2 separate regions of the Mus musculus genome follow, and region 2 is linked to region 1. A link is a contact called in public promoter capture Hi-C data. All regions are on one chromosome and are shown on one strand. Each heading gives the region's core, a stretch centred on a gene start, on an enhancer-like site or on the middle of the called end of the contact. The rest is flanking DNA. Distances are from core to core; before and after follow the strand shown. Region 1 holds the start of Abtb2 (ankyrin repeat and BTB (POZ) domain containing 2). Region 2 holds the start of 4930547E08Rik (RIKEN cDNA 4930547E08 gene).

Region 1 (2,773 bases), core at 15-2,514:
AACTGCCAAATAAAAAATCGCTTTATGGGGAAAGGGATCATTAATTTAAGGAAAGAGACAAACCAGACTTTTCTAGTTCGTATCCAACTCACGGCCCAAGGTCAGAACTGTAAAGTACAGCACAAAGGAGCTATTCAGGAGCTGGCGAAGAGGACTTGGGACGAACGTTGTGCACAATCCGCGCTTTGATTTTGCAGTCCTGCTGGAGGGGGGCTGGTGCACGCTTGTGCACGTGCGTGTGAATAGTTATGGAGGAGCAGCTGGTCCTCCGAGAGCTGGGCGTGGATCTATGCAATCAGTAGCTCTCTAGCGAGCCGCTTGGGGTGCACCTGGGCGCTACTGGAAGGACAGCAATTCACTGTACCCAGGAGGCACCGAGTCCCGAGGGGGAAGAAGACCTGCGGACCCGCACATCATGCCAGCAAGTCCTTAAAAGGGAACACCTGCATGCACGAGGTGTTCAGCGCAGGTCCTCGTTTTTCATCTGGTTCCTTGCAGGCACTCCCTCCCACCTTGGACAAAAAGGATCCGCCTGATAGTACACCGGTAGGAGGAAAGCCGTTCATTCTTTAGGTTTGGACTCCCACCTCCTAGATAATCCTTGGAAAACAGTGGACTGTAACAGTGGATACAGGGGTGTGATCACAGGCCTCTGAGTGCCGGGCTATTTTCAGGTCCCAGTTTAAGATAGTCTGTTTCGATTGGAGCCTAAAGTCAATATAAACAAAACTAGATAGATCTGAGAAGAGAAGCAGAGGTGCTCCCCTGCCCTCCAAACATAAATAGCTTTTCATTTCTCAAAAGAGAAGGAGGAGGGGCTTGGTAGAAAGTCGACAAGAAAGGTGAGTCGGGTCTCCTCCCAGTTTTCTTTTCCTACTGCCCTGGGCTGGGTGCTCACAGCTTTACAAGGAGCTGCCTGCCTAAGTCTAAAGCATAGAAGGCGGGAAAGGGACAGCACATAGGGGCTTTTCCTTTTCGTTTATCTTTTAATCCTCAGCGCTGGGGCCTGTTTTCGGGTTCCCCCGGCTTTCTGGGTCTCTGCGCCCCACCTCCTTGCCAGCTCGCTCGCTTGTTCTCCCCACCCAACCCCCTCAGCCATACCCACCCGCTACACCCCATTCTCGGTGATTTGCATATTTCCCGCCCCTCTCGGAAACCATTGGCATAGCCCTTGCCCGGCGTGGCTGATGATTGGTGAACCGCCCGGGTGTATTTGCATGCGGGCCGCTCCAGAGGACCTATCTGTGTCTGTAACCCGCGCCCCGTAGAAGTTTGTGGAGCGCTTTCTCAGCGGCTGGTCCCAGACGGACCTCGGGCGCCTCGCTCTTCGGTGGCCGCCCCGTTTTCTCGGGATTCTTTCTGTGGTGATGGACTCTCCGGACGCTCTGTAAGGGAAGCTGAGAGCTGGCGGCGCGAGTTCAGAGGAGGAGGGCTGGGAAGTCCGTTCGCTGACAGCGGCGCGACTGAACGCGGACGGCGTCGGGCTCCGGCCGGCTGAGAGCTTCGCCTACCTTCCCGCGGCCTGTGCGCGGGCGATGCTGCGGCCCCGAGGCGCGGCGCGGCGAGCACGGAGGGCGCCTCCGAGAGCCTAGAGCTGGTTTCCGCCCCCTTCCCCCGGGGCAAGTGGGCATGGAACAGTGAGAGCCCCTCGCTCGGCGAGGCCGCGCGCGGAGGCTCCCCCATGGCCGGGACATACAGCTCCACATTGAAGACTCTGGAGGACTTGACCTTGGACTCCGGGTATGGGGCCGGCGACTCCTGCCGCTCGCTCAGCCTTTCGTCTTCCAAGTCCAACTCGCAGGCGCTCAACTCTTCGGCGCAGCAGCACCGCGGGGCGGCCTGGTGGTGCTACTCCGGCTCCATGAACAGCCGCCACAACAGCTGGGACACGGTGAACACAGTGCTGCCCGAGGATCCCGAAGTGGCCGACCTCTTCTCCCGCTGCCCGCGGCTCCCGGAGCTGGAGGAGTTCCCTTGGACCGAGGGAGACGTGGCCCGGGTGCTCCGCAAAAGCGTCGGCGGCCGGAGGCTGCCCTCGTTCTCCGCCGAGGCTGTGAGACGCTTGGCCGGACTCCTCCGCCGGGCGCTCATCCGCGTGGCCCGGGAGGCGCAGCGCCTTAGCGTGCTGCACGCTAAGTGCACCCGCTTCGAGGTGCAGAGTGCGGTGCGCCTGGTGCACAGCTGGGCGCTGGCCGAGAGCTGCGCACTGGCAGCGGTCAAGGCGTTGTCCCTCTACAGCATGAGCGCTGGGGATGGGCTGCGCCGCGGCAAGTCGGCGCGCTGCGGCCTCACTTTCTCCGTGGGCCGCTTCTTCCGTTGGATGGTGGACACTCGCATCTCCGTGCGCATCCATGAGTACGCGGCCATCTCGCTAACGGCTTGCATGGAGAACCTGGTGGAGGAGATCCGGGCCAGGGTGCTGGCGAGCCAGAGCCCAGATGGCGGAGGGGCAGGAGGTGGAGAGGTATCCGCTGAGGCCTTGGAGATGGTCATCAACAACGACGCCGAGCTCTGGGGAGTCCTGCAACCCTATGAGCATCTCATCTGTGGCAAGAACGCCAATGGTAAGCACGAGGGGGGTGTGGGTGAAGGGAACCTTGACCTACAGGCTGGGTGGGCCACCCCAGGAGTGGATTTTCTTAGGAGCAAGCTGTGAAGTGAACCACCGGAATTCTGGGAGAATTCTTAAGTGGAAATCTTGTCAAAGGTTGTTTTAGGTGTCTAACTTTTGAGGATAAAGTTGTGGTTAGTGTTCTGTTGACTGTACACTAAT
Region 2 (2,827 bases), core at 136-2,635, 240 kb after region 1:
AAAGTACAAAGAGTAAAAAGTACAAAGTACTTTTAACTAACGACGAGCCATCTCTTGAGGCTCCCCAGTTTTTGAAACCTGCATTCAAGGAGGTTGATATGCAGCCTCGCACAGATCTAGAACCTTCACTTTCCTTTTCCTTTGCAGCACGCAGAAACAAGCCCATGTTTTGGGGATGGATGGGGAGTTTGTTTGTTTGTTTTGTTGTTGTTGTTGTTGTTTGGTTTTTAGTCTCTGACCATGGGCATTTTGTGCTATCAACATCTAACATGACAGGATTTTATTAACTTCCAAAACTTGAGGGTTTTATCTTTCCCAGACTATAAGTCTAGAAATATACCAAGGCAACCATAGGGCAAGTTTAACAACCAGCTCTCAGGAGGAAAGGGTTATGTGAGTGTGAGGTTGTAAACACATATTAGCTCTTCTTCCTGCTCCCTGTTGAACTGCCGAGGGTCCAGAGAGATTCTTTTTTTTGTTTGTTTGTTTGGTTTGTTTTTGTTTGTTTTTGAGACAGGGTTTCACTGTATAGCCCTGGCTGTCCTGGAACTCACATTTGTAGACCAGGCTGGCCTCGAACTGAGAAATCCGCCTGCCTCTGCCTCTCAAGTGCTGGGATTAAAGGCATGGGCCACCACCGCAGGGCCAGAGTGCTATTGGGTCCTTTGCTTGTTTGGTTGGTTTGTTGGTTGGCTGACTTTGGCTTTTTGAGACAGAGTTTCTCTGTGTAACTTTGGTTGTCCCAGAACTCATTTTATAGACAAAGCTGGCCTCAAAATCACAGAGATCTACCTGCCTTTGACTCCTAAGTGCTAAGTGCTGGGATCAAAGGCATGCACCACCACTGCCCAGGTCTGATACTGGGTCTTTGATATTTGTATTTTCACAGAACCCTAAGACCTTTGTGATTCTCTGAGTCCCTCTCCTCTGGCAGCGTGTGATCCTTTGAATTAATTTGATAATCTTTTTGTCTGGGTGTTTACGTGAATCCTTCACTATATCCTCTATCAGAGTTCAAAATGTTTACCTGATTTTCAGTGAACCATTTTTGGCAAATTAATTGAATCCCAGAGAGAATACTAGGGATCCCAATTTGTAGATGAAGTATAGGAGTGTAGGTCATTTTTAAGCTCTACCTGCCTTTAGCTCCGGGAAGTGACCGCACAACCAGCCCAGTACCAGCTTCCCTTGAATCCGCAGATAAAACACACACACAGTACTTCCTTTTCAACTTGCCTTCTTGGCACAATTACTAAACTCCCCAGACCAACAGCCTGTAGGAGTGGTCTGTGTAGCCACTCCACTTTGAGATCTCACGTGGTTGCCCGATTCTCTTCTTTCCAAAGCTTGTTGAACTTTGTTCTCCTCCCTTATGACTGGTCTGTCTTCTGGGACCGGAAATCCCACCTCTCTTTTCCGCCCAGCAATTGGCCCATGGATTTCCTTACTGACAGATCAAGAACCAATTGGAACTTGGGAGGCAGAGGCAGGAGGATTTCTGAGGCCAGCCTGGTTTACAAAGTGAGTTCCAGGACAGCCAGAGCTATACAGAGAAACCCTGTCTCGAAACAAACAAGCAAACAAACAAACAACAACAAAAATGAACCAATTGGAGACCAGGCCCTTAGCATCGGCCCCGCCCCCTACACAACAAGTTGGTGTTTGTGTTACAGAGTATGTGGATTGACAAGATGATGAGTCTTGGGTGCTTTGGTTCTGGGCTTCTTTTCTTTTTAAGGGCTTTCTGAGGACATATTGGCAGACATCATTTTTTTTTTCCTTCAAGGCATGGTTTTTCTGTGATCCTGGATGTCTTAGAACTCTGTAGACCAGGATGGACCAGGCGGGTTTTGAACGCAGAGATCATCTCGTCTATCTCTGCCTCCTGGGTGCTGGAATTAAAGGCAAGCACCACCACACCCAGGTAAGGACATCATCCCTTTTAGAGGGAATGAAATGTTTTTGGATTCTACTAGCTCTTCTGGGCCCTAACTGCTGAGGCACAGTAACACCTGTCACTCAGAGAATATATTTCTCCTTTTATCCCCAATAAACCAATTAAGAACACTGAGGTTGGCATCTGTAACACATTCCTGAATAGATTTGCACTTCCTCTCTCCAGTTCTGGTTAGTCTCTAACAAGAACTCCTCTTACTCAACAGCAGGTACACTATGATGTGGACCAAGATGCCTTGCTTCATGGGAAAGTTTTTTGTTGTCCCTACCACAGATTCCAACTACACAACCCTTCCACTCTTCACCAGAGTACCGGCAGCTACTTCTGTGACCATGCACTTCTCAGAAAGTATGAAATCTGTGTTCACCATCCACTTCATTGGGTCTCTGACAGCCAGTGGCAGGGAAGGAGATACGCAGCTCCGTCTTGACTCAGGTGAGGGCCTAGGTGGCGCCACAAAAAAAAAAAAAAAAAAAAAAAAAAAAAAAAAAGCCATCAGGTCTTCCTTAATGACTAATGAGCCATTCTCCAACAGGGAATATTTACTTTTTGGTTTTCGTGTTTTTGTTTTTTTATGTGTGTAACTGCCTGTGTTCTGTGTGCTTGCCTGGTGCCTGTAGCATCCAGAGGAAGATCCTCTGGACCTGGAATTACAGTAGGTGGTGGGAACTAGTATATGGATTTTGGGAATCAAACCTAGATCCTCTGGAAGAGCAGCAAACTCTCTTAACTGCAGAGCCACCTCTACATTTTATGGTACTGAGGCAGTCCTGGTACTGGGGCTCTAAGCCTGCCAGACAAGTTCTCAACTAGTGAACCATGACCTCTAGCCCTTTTGATTTTGAAAGGAAAAAAAAAAAAAAAAAAAAA

The links. Promoter capture Hi-C pulls out the DNA fragments that hold promoters and counts their contacts.
Region 2: a contact with region 1 is called in a promoter capture Hi-C map of pre-B cells, with 13 times the contacts expected there. The contact joins the promoter of 4930547E08Rik here to the promoter of Abtb2 in region 1. A contact is called at or near these places in 17 of 39 promoter capture datasets (the 3T3-L1 cell line, 3T3-L1-derived adipocytes, the C10 cell line and 12 more), 1 of 15 datasets of contacts at CTCF or cohesin (large pre-B cells), 7 of 484 Hi-C or Micro-C datasets (B cells, bone marrow-derived macrophages, embryonic stem cells and 3 more), 11 of 115 datasets of contacts at active chromatin or transcription factors (the SCID.adh cell line, bone marrow-derived macrophages, embryonic forebrain and 5 more) and 2 of 9 other capture datasets (adipose tissue and liver).

What each region holds. Positions count from the first base shown.
Region 1 is chr2:103,565,046-103,567,818 of GRCm38.p6, forward strand. Abtb2 (ankyrin repeat and BTB (POZ) domain containing 2) reads left to right here and starts at 1,265. Exons shown (of 17, transcript NM_178890.3): 1 at 1,265-2,564. The coding sequence starts at 1,682.
Region 2 is chr2:103,809,237-103,812,063 of GRCm38.p6, forward strand. 4930547E08Rik (RIKEN cDNA 4930547E08 gene) reads right to left here and starts at 1,386. Exons shown (of 4, transcript NR_040514.1): 1 at 1,237-1,386.